Linked DNA regions of Rattus norvegicus: region 1 is linked to region 2. A link is a contact called in public Hi-C data. All regions are on one chromosome and are shown on one strand. Each heading gives the region's core, a stretch centred on a gene start, on an enhancer-like site or on the middle of the called end of the contact. The rest is flanking DNA. Distances are from core to core; before and after follow the strand shown.

The links. A called contact is a pair of places that touch in the nucleus more often than the background predicts.
Region 1: a contact with region 2 is called in a Hi-C map of the A7r5 cell line, with 13 times the contacts expected there. The contact joins two enhancer-like sites. A contact is called at or near these places in 2 of 12 Hi-C or Micro-C datasets (the A7r5 cell line and Schwann cells).

What each region holds. Positions count from the first base shown.
Region 1 is chr1:28,652,043-28,657,930 of GRCr8, forward strand. No RefSeq gene overlaps it. Among named protein-coding and RNA genes, the nearest start is that of Trnae-cuc1, 10 kb to the right of the region's middle. Within about 2 kb of position 2,234, at least 4 of the 93 cell types and tissues checked have an H3K27ac peak or open chromatin away from gene starts, as enhancers often do. A contact at or near this core is called in the A7r5 cell line, where this site is marked.
Region 2 is chr1:27,732,195-27,738,537 of GRCr8, forward strand. No RefSeq gene overlaps it. Among named protein-coding and RNA genes, the nearest start is that of Rnf217, 100 kb to the right of the region's middle. Within about 2 kb of position 4,062, at least 2 of the 93 cell types and tissues checked have an H3K27ac peak or open chromatin away from gene starts, as enhancers often do. A contact at or near this core is called in the A7r5 cell line, where this site is marked.

The sequences.
Region 1 (5,888 bases), core at 984-3,483, 920 kb after region 2:
ACTTTTTAGGTCAATCGTTTTCATGTTTGTTACAAAAACCAAAAAGAATTTAAGTCTTTTAAAAATTGTTTCAGGGGAAAGGAAAGAACTTTTAGGAGTTGATTTGTTGGTGAGTTTTATGTAACGGGCTCCAAGTTAACTCTAAGGCATTTTAGTAGAACAGAAGGAAGAGAGGAGCAATTTGCGTTTTCCCTAAGCTTAAAAGGTATGTGTGTGCACAGCTAGAACATAGCTTTGCATTTCACACCAGCTCATCCTTGAGCTGTAGTCTGCCAGCTTCGGGTGGTGTGTAGGAACTGATAGCCTAGCTATTACAGTGACTGACAAGGGAAGATGTATGATGAGGCAGATGCTGAGGTTAAAGAAAATTTTTCTTGCAGCGGTGAAGGAGGGGTATTGTTCTTTCTGAGATCACTGGCAAATATGGCCTTTCCTATTTTATTTGAAGAGATATGGACAATTTTAAAGAATATCTAGTAAAAGTCCAAGTGTTACCTAGAATAGTGCCCACTATTTCACACGTAGGTAGGGTTTATAACCTGAAGGAAGCCTTTGTTTGTGTCTTTCTTGTCTATGTGACTTATTCAGAGTGCCCATCACATGTTATCTCAATTCAAGAGTAGTTATCCAAGAGGCATCATCTTGAAGGATTATGATTTCAGAATTCTGTGTTCCCATTGGTCTAAGTCTTTATCAGTCGCTGTTGATTTAATGTCATTTTAAAAGAATATGGACTTCTAAATATAAACTTTACAGATTGACTGTAAAATGCCTTAATAAGTATAAAAAGGAAAACATCTTGAGTTCAAGCCAATATACTACTACTATTATTGTGATGAATGCGATTTTACAAGTAACAGCTAGTGACATAAAGAGCCGGCTACTTTAGCTTTCCTTAAATGACTTCATAAGCTTGGTAATCAAAAGATACATGGAGTTTTCATTTGTTTCCATGTTTTAACTGCCCACTGACACTATGCAACTTCACTGTCCTGAAAAGCAGTGTTAGACTTGCTCTTGTGATTCTCCTGAGGTCTAAACAATGCCTGAGATTGTGAATGTTCCCACTGCTCCAGCAAGGCATCCCAGCAAACATGGCATTTAAACCATTACTATAGTTCACGATCCTTGAAAGGAAACATCTTTGAAAGTCAATGGAAGATATTGAAAAGTGCCTGGGCGATCTGCTATGAAGGCAGATCATGTGGGAAATGGCTTTCTAGGTACAAGGTTTTTTCCTATGCCCTCAAAGGAAAGGGAAAGAATGGGTTGGTTAGGGAATCAGTTTGTTGGCTGTAACTATTGGAAGTGGGGACTACCTTAAGGCAAAGAACAAGAAAGAAACTCAACTGAAGTCCTGATAGGGAGTAAGTCCTGTTCTAGAAATCTGTTCCTCATTCAGGCCCCATACCTCTATTATAGAAGTCACAGTACTCCATGGACATCCTGGAAACTAGAAAATGGTATTAACTGTCTAGTGTCATACCTATCAGGTTGACTGTGACACCATGTGGCTCTGATTATTTTTTCAGCCCATACTTTTGGTCTCTAAGCATCTATGGCTTTGGTGTTATTTTATTTTTGAACTCAGAGTCACCTAGAACACCCCCATGATATCATCCCACCAAGGATGACTGAATATAAGAATAAGTCTGCACTAAGTTTAGCATGAGACTACCATCTCTCCTAAGCAGGTGAGAGGATGGGAAAAAGAAGTAACTCCATAATACCATATTACAAAGAAATTCTTTTGATAGGTGTCCAGTTTTCCCTTTCCGGTAAGTGGTATCCCTTCTGTGCAGGATTTTCCAGTTTTTGTAAAGTGACCGACAACAGACAGACAGAATGTTGAATAATTAAGAAAAGATGTTAAACAAATTTATTATAAAAAGAGGTGTGGTGTGTGTGTGTGTGTGTGTGTGTGTGAGAGAGAGAGAGAGAGAGAGAGAGAGAGAGAGTTTGTGTGTTTTGAGGGGAATACTGGTCTATTCAGAATATTTATTCATTCTATGTTCATTTTCTCATAAAGCAAGCCTTCATTTGGCCTGTGCTGACCCGCATCCATTGTAAAGTCTCATAACTAGGAGGGATTAAACTGGCCTGAGTTCTTTAGCCTAGAGTGGGGGATGGTTTTTGTAGTGTTTGCAGTTCGGATGTTTTACATGATGTATCAAAACTCCTCATTCCCAGAGACATCTTAGTTCCTGAGTTCTCAGCCTTCCATGTTTTCTTTGGCCACTGCTGCCATTCTTTGAGTCTGTGGTGATGGCAGAAGCAGTAGTAAATGCCTTCGGCATTACACAGTTTAAGGGAAGAAAAAGATTGGATACCTTTACTGGGGTGACTCTGCATGTTCTTAACGTAGGTTTTGAATTGTAATCGTTTTGTGTTTTCAATGTAGTGAAAACGAAATGGCATTTTATCAGATGGGGAAAAACATTTAACCAATAATGACTACCGTTCACGATGTTTCCCTTGTGGGGGAGTGGTGATACATATTAAATTGCTCACAGACTCCTGAAGCAATGGGGTATCCTCACTTAACCCCTTCTTTCATGAAGATAAACTATTGAACTGATTACTATTTACCATGCTGCAGAACTGCTTCCTAGATCTTTCAGTGCATCTTTAAACCTTTGTCTCCTGTTAGAAAACACCTTTACACTTTTTAAAAACCAAAACAATATGATGAAGGAGAATGAGTTACCATTGTGTAGACTTTGTACTGAGCCAGGATGCTGGCAAGGAAGCTCATCCTGGCTTTCCCAGCCAGGTGCTATAAACAGGCTTTGGTTGGATGGGGGGGTGGGCAACCTGGCAAGATAATAGAAATATGTTTTCAGTCTAAAGAGCAAAGCACAGGTTGTATTTTGCTCTCCTGACACTTTTGTCAAGCCACAAGCCACTCCTAATGAGAATGAAGCTAGTCAGTTTTTATCTCACAAACCACCATTATTTTATTTTTGTTCTTTTTTACATATTTCTGCTGGCAGAATGATAGGCAGAGAGCAGTACAAATGTCTAAGTGTGGTAATGAGTCAAAACTCAAGTGTAGTTTATTGACCATCCATGAGGATATAACTGTGTTCATAGGCAAGTGTTATCTATGCCTCACACCCTTTGCTGCTACCATAGAGAGTCTTGAAGCTGACTGAACCCATCAAAAGAGGGCTATGAAGTCACTTCAACTACTGTTGAATCAATGTGTACATACATTCTATGTAGTGTGCCAAGGAAGAGACGTGAAACACCAAGTGTGTATTGACGGCGTCTCTTGTAAGAACAGCTCTAGGTAGGCACCAAAACTGTGAATCACGTGGTTCACATAGATCAACGTCACTTCACAACCATTGCAGTGAGTCTCAGATACTAAGGGTATCCAAGAAGGACAGCCACAGACATGCCTCAGTATAAACTATGTAGCCACTTCCCAGAACAGCAAGGTCCTCTAGAAGGCCCTTGTCAAGATGCACAGAACATAAGAAAAAAGGAGAAACGAAGTTCACAAATTGTCGCCAAGGTAAGACGAAGTGAGACGGTGGTGAAAGTTCCATGTCTAATTGTTCTTTTAAAACAGATAGCTCTGGAGGGAAAGTCCTTGGTGCCACAGGAAGGACACCATAACAGTTGCCCGAGTGCTCAGGGAGACCACACCTTCACAGCTGCATCTGGGAAAACTCGTGTTTAATTATTTCAGTCAAGTCCATTCATCACTCTTAACATGTGAAAACGTAGTAAAACTCCTGGTACTGATTCAACAGACCACTAGAATTCCATATTTATAATTCCAGTGAAGTTATCCCTGTTTCCTTCAATGCTTCTGTCTTTTACTTTTTAAGTTTCAACTCCTAGAGGCTGGGGAGATGACTCAGTCAGTAAAACGTTTGCTACGCAAGCATTGATGATCTAAGTTCATATCCTTAGCACACACATCCGGAAAGAAAGACAAACAAAAACGGGTGGAGCTGCAGAGATGAATCAAGTCATAAAAGCACTGGTTCGTCTTCCAGAGGCCCCAGGTTCAGTTCCCAGCACCCACATAGTGGCTTACAAGTGACTATAACTTCAGTCCAAGGGGATTTGATGGTCTCTTCTGACATTCCAGCCACTAGATATCCATGGTACATAGACATACACCATAAAATGAAGAGGAAAACACCTAGATGTGCGGTGCATTTCCACAAGCCCAGCACTGGGGACTTGGGACCAGAGGACCCTGGTGGTCCCCTGGCAGCCAGTCAGGACATTGGTGAATTCCAAGTTCAGTGAGACCCTGTCTCAAAAAATAAAGTTGGAATGACTGAACTATAGGACTTGGAGCAGATTTTTGAGTCTGTGTCAATCTTCTTAAAATATATCTCTCAAGGAATTTCTGAAGACTAACTAAGAGTATTAAGACCTTATGTATGGTGGACTATCACTAGTGCAGCTTGTGCACATGTGACGTTCATTACATATGAACCCAGAAGGAGTTCACATGCAAAACTCTACTTCCCACTCACACATCTGCATTCAATGTATTCCAAGGCCTTCTTCAGCATCCAGTCCATTCACATTAAATTACCAACATGTACATACTGCTTTCTATGAGAAAATTCATAGATTCACAGACTTAGGAGAACATAAACTAGGCCAATGCTTCACCTTATGCAGGAGACCAACTGAGACCCCCCAAGTAAGGTAAACATTCGTTTGCACAGCCGCACCCACAGGCCAGCTTCTAAGACGTATGTGACCATAAAGTAAACATTTTCGTTCATATCTTTTCTATTTCAGTGGATTTTGTTTTGCCGTGGATGAGGTAACTAGTTCCATTTGCTTGTTAAGATAGTGTGTGTCCTGTCTTCAAGAACAATGGTTTTTGGTCTGATTTAAAATAAACACTCTAGGGAAGTCCTAGATCTTGAAAAGACAATCTTAACTCTGATGAATATTACTGAGTTTGCGATTGAGATTATATTACTGCTTCTAGATGATGCCCTATAGTACCACCAAGTTTATAATACCTGGATCAATGGGGTGTGCTCTACCATGCAGCCCTTAAGGCGGGATTGGTGGCCTATTTCCTTTACCATGTGTCAGTATGGCTTCCACACAATACAGCAGCAGCATCCACGTGGGCTCTTGTTCTGAAGACCAAGGTCCGATGGTCATGAGAGATCCGTCAGAGTTGGTCTGCACTGCTGTCAGCAGTGTCTCCTTTGCCAACCTGCCTTCCTGGCTTCCTTCTTGCCTTGCTGCATGGCCTTACTTGTGTCCCTTCCGATCACAGTGTTTCTTCCCTCCCCTTTAGGTAACTCATGTTCATGTTGGTATCATACCCCAAGAAGAACGTCCTTGTGGCCTCGAGTGCCTCACAGAACTTGGCGATTGAAAGTTGTCCATGACTGTGTGGTTATGCTTTTTCCTATACTGAAGACAAATGGTATGAGAGGTTTGTGCCCCACTGTGCCTCTAGGGCCTCTTTGTTCTTTGTCCGGTACAGAAAAGCAGCTCAACATATGTATGTGTAGATTGGATAACTGGATGAGTCCCTGAATGCATAATGGAATGAAGAATGAACGAATGAGAGCCGTGCACTGGACTAATCGAATTAATTTGCATTTGATTTCTTTAGAGACTTCTGCCAAACTTTAAAATGATAGGACAGCAAGTACATATGCAAATAAAATCAAGCACACTGATGAGGAGAAAAGGCTGGACAGACAGACAGACAGAGGCAGGTAAGACAGGAAGAAAGATGAATATCCTCTATTTCCCCTGTAGGTAAACAGATCCTAGATTTTAATTACATTCCTCCTTAGCAAGGCTAGATGGAGAATGAATTTGAATCACATGAGGCTAGGATGCCCCCTTGTGGTATATTTTCATAGTTATCATTTTTCAAC
Region 2 (6,343 bases), core at 2,812-5,311:
TCAGAAACTGTGGTCATGTTTTCACTTGTAGATGAATTTCCCTGAATTAGAATTAGCTTTTGTCTAAGAAAGAAGATAAATAGCCAATTGCTGCACTAAAATGAGGAGGCTGGTGAATGAAAAAAGTGTGTGTGTGTGTGTGTGTGTGTGTGTGTGTGTGTGTGTGTGTGTGTGTGTGTGTGTGTGGTTTTCTGGGCAAGACAGGAAGAGGAGGGGGAGGAGGAGACTGGGAATGGAGATGGACAGAGGGAGAGTTATTGGAAGGAAGATGAAACAGAAGTACACGGCCTGGAGAAATTGCAAACAATAGGAATTTCATAGCTGGGACAGAAAGTGGGGTAGAGGCAGATCTGCCCAAGATAGGCGTGCAGCCTATAAATATACAACTGAGCTGTGTCTCCCTTGCATGGCTTATTGGGGTGGAGATTTACTACAGCATCAATTGTCTTTTAGAGAGACGTATTTTACTGGAGGTAGCAAACCACCGTCCCGTCAACTCACACACTGTTTGGACTGCAGCAGCAACATAGCACAGAATGTCCTCACACATGGCTGACACGATTCAGTTTGTGTCTCTCCCTAACCAAGCCAGAGATTCACTGGTGAAACCGTTTCCAAGAGTATCTCTGAGCACTCTAGGAAGAGGCGAATATTTCAGTAGAGGGATAAACAAATAGGATGCTCCCCACTGTGAGTGGGCATCACACAATTGAGGCTAGTACTGAGACTAAGAAGGGGAATGGATTCTCTCCTTCCGGAAGCTGGGACAATGGGCCTCCTGTTTTATAAATCTCTGGACTTAAACCAGAGTAACATATCACTGGGTCTTCTGGGTCTCCAAGTGGCAGACTGTGTAGTAATTCTCACCCCAAAGTTACAAATCAACTTTTCATGATAAACTTTTTTCTATATTTTTCTGGACCTTTCTGTGGTCTCCCCAACACACACACACACACACACACACACACACACACACACACACACACACACACACTTTTTTCATTTTTGAGAAATTTGGCTACTCCAATGCTTGCTTCTAAGAACAAGTAAATAAATGCTCACTGTTCAGTTCTTAGGAAAGTCAGCAAACCACTTCTGGTGTTACCTGTCTCTTCAGAGACATCTGTTCCAGGTCAACAAGTCTAGGAGCCACTATGCTAACCATGATAAGAACAAACCTTGATGGCCTACCAAGACCTAGAAGAAATATGGGTAAGTTCCTTTCATTATCAAATAGTAGGTTTTCCAGGGGTGCAAGGCAAGTGAGTGGTGCCTAAACAGACAGTCACGTGTTTAAACGAGGACTATTAGTCAACAACTGAAGTTGGATTGTGTGGGCGGTTATGAGAACCATGCATCTTAAACAACAAGCAACAACAGTAATCCTCTTAAATACAACAGACACACTTTTCTGTCAATTGTCTCTGATCCTTAAATACATATATCATCTCTCCTCTCGTACACCCTCTAGGAATTCATTAACAACTCTGAGTGATTTCTGCCTCTAAAAAAGGTAATGCAAATGAGATATTCTTTCTGCATCTACAGAGGAAGCAATTTTTACCTTATTAGTTTCTGATTAATACACATGCTATTAAGTTTCACCTGCTGATTAGGGATGCAGTGTTTAAAAAGCTCCTAGAAATATTTCCTGAATTACTTACGTTTATCTAAAAATTTATTCTGGTTGCAATATTGGATAGTTGATTTGGAGGTAATAATTCTTGATTATAATCAATTACAACACTAATCCTTAAGCTCAGCCTAGATACAATAAACAATGGAAACTCATACATTTCACTTGCTATTGAGTTCTGCTCATAATTTTTCCTTTATACCCCACACTAAAATTCAGATGCAATTTCAGGAAAATCACCGCAACCTTTAATTACATATTATACTTTCACTAAAACTGAACTGGTAGGAAAGTCAAATATCAATTGTATATTTAATTTATAAAAAATATTTTGTCTAAGCTATTTATCTAACCCATTCTGCATAGAATCACAGATAAGTAGCCTCAAAAGGTCTAAAGGTTATTTTGAAGGATTCCCCCATCCTGATTACAACTGTGCTCACTAATCCTTTCAACCATTCACTTTTCTCTGATCTTTCCAATAAATACACTCTAACATTTCTGTACATTTATAGTAAATACCCAAGCTTATTTAAGATCTTATGTTCAGATAAAATCAATATGAAAGCATTACTCTCTTCTATATACATGAAAATCAAGCTTCTAAGTGCTTGCTGAAGCTTTCTACTAAGATGTATGGCTCTCTATCTTATAGGTCTTCAGCATAGCCCTCTAAGGCACTGTAGTTTAGTGTCCAAATGTTAGTTTGCTCATTCATTTAGTAATGCAATCCTTCTGAGACTCCAGGATAACTGAAAGCATTTTGCAGACCTCAAGTTCTCAGAATAAAGTATACAGGAAAATAAAGACAAACCCAAAGAGGAATGAATGCCTTCTGCTATGAAACAGATAAACCTGTCTCAATTTTTTTAAGTTCTAAGATCCCTGCAATGGTGAAAAGCCTTAACCCATGTTGGAAAAACTTAATGCAACATGGACAACATGATTCTTAGTGTTCTCTGCAGAGAGCTACTGTCACTGCGAAGCTGTGTGCAATGAGCCTTTTTGCTTTAGAACCTTGGAAGCATCGTGGGAATAAGAGTCACAGTTTAGAAGGCTGAGGAAAGCACACATGTGAAGCCAGTTACAGAAGGTCTGCATCAGGATGACAGGGAGTGTGTCCTCACTTGAGTGGCACCATATATTGCGACAAGAAGTGACATTCTGTATATCAAGCTCACAATAAAAGATGAGCACTGATAGCCTCGAAAGCCTAATTGGACTGCTTCATGTACAAGAGAATCTTCTCTGTGAGGTACACCCTCTGTGTATCACATATAAGGTCCTTCTCAGCATCTTGGCCACAAACCACCAGTTTCTCACCCTAGAATCACTACCCTTGACCTTCAGGTAGCTTTCAAACATTCTTTGCCTTGTCTTCTTAAATTCTAAATACAGGTAAAACAAAATCAAATTTCTGACCATGACATGAAAGACACATCCACACAAGGCCCATGAGTTACCCCAGTTCCATACACAGACATGGTTCCTAACATGTTTTCCAAAGCCCTTCTGGTCCTCAGTGACCCACTGAAAGCCTTCCAGCCACACCTTAGAATTGCAATATAGGAGGAAATGGGTCCTTTGTGAAAGGCAAGAACAGAATAGCCTTTTCTTCTATTTCTCTGATTTCAGAAAGGGAGGAGAACTAAGAACATGGATAAGGAAAGAGGTAGATGATAGCACAGTAGGACAAGCATAGCAAGTAAGAAGAGAGAAGACGTGACTGTCTTCTTGATGTCTCAAAAACTGTTGCACTTGAACTGTTAAAAGCAACAAACTATATTAGGTGGAATTCTCTAAGTTAGAAACCCTACAGTTCTTCAGATCCCACAGGCTCAAATCAAAGCATGGACTGGTCCCTAGTAATTCCTGGAGGCTCTCCGAGGGATTCTGTCTCCAGGTTTGTGAATATTTTTCCCAGAATGCAGAGCCACGCAGCCATACAGCAGCACCTGCTAAGTTGCCAGCTGTGGCAGGATGTTCTTTTCAGTTCCCTGAGCCTGCTGGCACTCACATAACCTGGAGTCAAGTGTTTCTCATTCTTTGATTGTCTCTGATGTCTTCTTCATTATGGTTCTGGAATATCCTGCCTTCCTTTCCTGGTTATTTGTGTTTGTTTGTTTGTTTGTTTGTTTGCTCGCTTGCTTGCTTTGGTTGATTTTTTTAAGACAGGTCGTATGCAGCCCCTTCTTACCTCAAATTCCCTCTCTAGCTGAGAATGACATTGAACTTCTGATCTTCCTTAGAGTGGGGAGCACAAGCAGGAAGGCATTGTTGTGACTGTTTTAATACAGTGGCAGAGACAGGAGCCAAGGCTTTCTGCATGCTATACAAGCACTGTACCAATTGAACTACATCCCAGCCCGGCTATGACTACAACAGTAATAAAGAGTCTAGGCAAATAAAGCCAGAGACACACTAAAAAGTGAGTTTTGAGGCACTATCCAAGGATTTAAATATAAGATAATTTATTTCAATAAATGCGATACAAAGTCCTTTAATGCTATTAAAGCAATATGTTTGCTGGCTTTTTTTTTCCATTACACACATACTTTTTACTCATCACTCACATAAGTAATGAAAACACAATTTTTTTGTATTTTTATGTAAAATAGCACTAATTAAATGCTGAAAATACTTGGTTATAGAGAATGAAGTTATTTCCCTCTTGTTAAAAACACATCTTGCTTTCTCTGTATTGCTAAAAATTTAGGGCTCATGCCCAAGGCAATCCAGATGATCAACTGTTTTGATTATCAGTCACTTACCATATGATCCAGACTGTTTCTTTTTCTGATAATTATATTCATATCTACTTTATTCATTTGTAATTTCACCTATGCTTAGACAGATTTATGTATCTGTAATTTCATCAGTTTAGACATCAAAACAGAAACATTGGTAATTTGCAAAGTTCAACCAAACATTGTACAAACCATTTCATGACTTATATGCAACAGTTTCTATATCCAGAAGAAGAGGAGGAGAAATAGGAACAAAAGGAGGAGGAAAAGGAAAAGAAAAAAGAAGATGAGGAGGAATGAAGAAGAAGGAGGGGGGAAGAGAAGGAGAAGAGCAAGAAGAAGAGGAGGAGAAAGAAGAGAAAGGTGTCCTTTAAGGTGTGAGTGATTCAGTCAATAAGATGATTTAAAGCATACAAAGAGGAATTAACCCCTCATTGATCGATAATATACCTTTATCATATTCCCATAGAAAGCAAAAATACGTGACTGGGTATTTTTGTGCCTCTTTCTCTCTGTGAAGCTCCTAAAACAGAATTTTTCCTACTCAATTCCGAATCTTTAAGAATTGTACTGTGCAGGTGATAAAATTGAGCAAGCCACAGGGATCAAGGACACCACAAGAACTCGGGTCAACTAACATAACAGGGGTTCAGAGACACTGGGCCACCAGGGAGCATGCATGGGCAGGACCTAGGTTCCCTACACATGTGCAGCAAATGTGCAGCCTGGTCTTCATGTGAATATGAAGTGGAGCAGGACTGTCTCATCTCTACTCCCTGCTTTTGATCCACTCCCCCTAACTGGACTGCCTGGTTTGGCCTTAATAGGAGAGGATGTGCCCAGTCTTGCTTGAACTAGATGTCCCAGTATGAAGTGGTAGACAAGGGGATAGGGGGCTCCCATTCTCTGAGGAGAAGGGGAGAGGACAATGGAGGGAAGGAGGAGGGGTTTGTAAAGGTGGAACTGGGAGGGAAAAGGTGACATAAGGTAAATTCCACTGTGGTTCCCGGTGGTTGAGCAGACTAAGAAGTGAGTACGAGTGCCTCCACAACAGCTATAAAACCGCTGCTAAATGGCAGTGGTTTTCTTCATGTCTAATATTGCATGACCTTTATCATAGAGGTTGTATTTTAATAATAATCACATGCAGAATCCTCTTAACTAGAAGATGTCCAAATCAAAGCATTCTCAGTAATAGAGTTACGAGTTTATTATAAAATGAGAGCATCAAGAAAAAAAAAAATCCAAATCTCATGAACCCTAGCACTTATTTTTTTTAATCACTTCCAGGCATTGTGTGTCTTATGTCAGAGTTCATTCACTGTTTATATCTATTACAACAGATCCTTTACGTTTTCATTGCCTCCTTTTAATCATAAAGGCTTGAAAAGACACGTAATTATCTCATAACCGCACAGCTAGAGATTAATAGATGATGCATGTGACCACAAAAGCCAGAATTCTCAGTCTTTACCCTTGTCACTCTTCACTTCTCAAATCTTGACTCTTTGCTTTAGTGATTGATTTATTTGTTATGTGTATGTAGGTGTGCTTACACACATTTATGTATATCACGTAGTTGTAGGTGCAGGTTTCCAAAAGACTCAGAAGGCATCAGATCCCCTAGAACTGGAACCACAAGAGGCAGTAAGTGAGCTGATGTGGGTGCTTGGAACCAAACCTGGGTTCTCAACAAAAGCTATAAGTGCTCATAACCAATGGGCCATCTTGTCAGCCCCCTCATCTCCTCTTTTCTGCATTAAATTTGTTCAGATGTTTATTTTTATAATAGGATTCAAACACCTGAAAATGTTTAATGCATTGAGTTTGTTTAAAATTGATTTATTTAAATTTTATTTCATCCACTTATTTATTGGACAGCATTGTACTACGTAGCCTCCACTGACTTGAAATTTCATATATAGACCAACTAACAGAGATCTGCCTACCTCTGCCCATT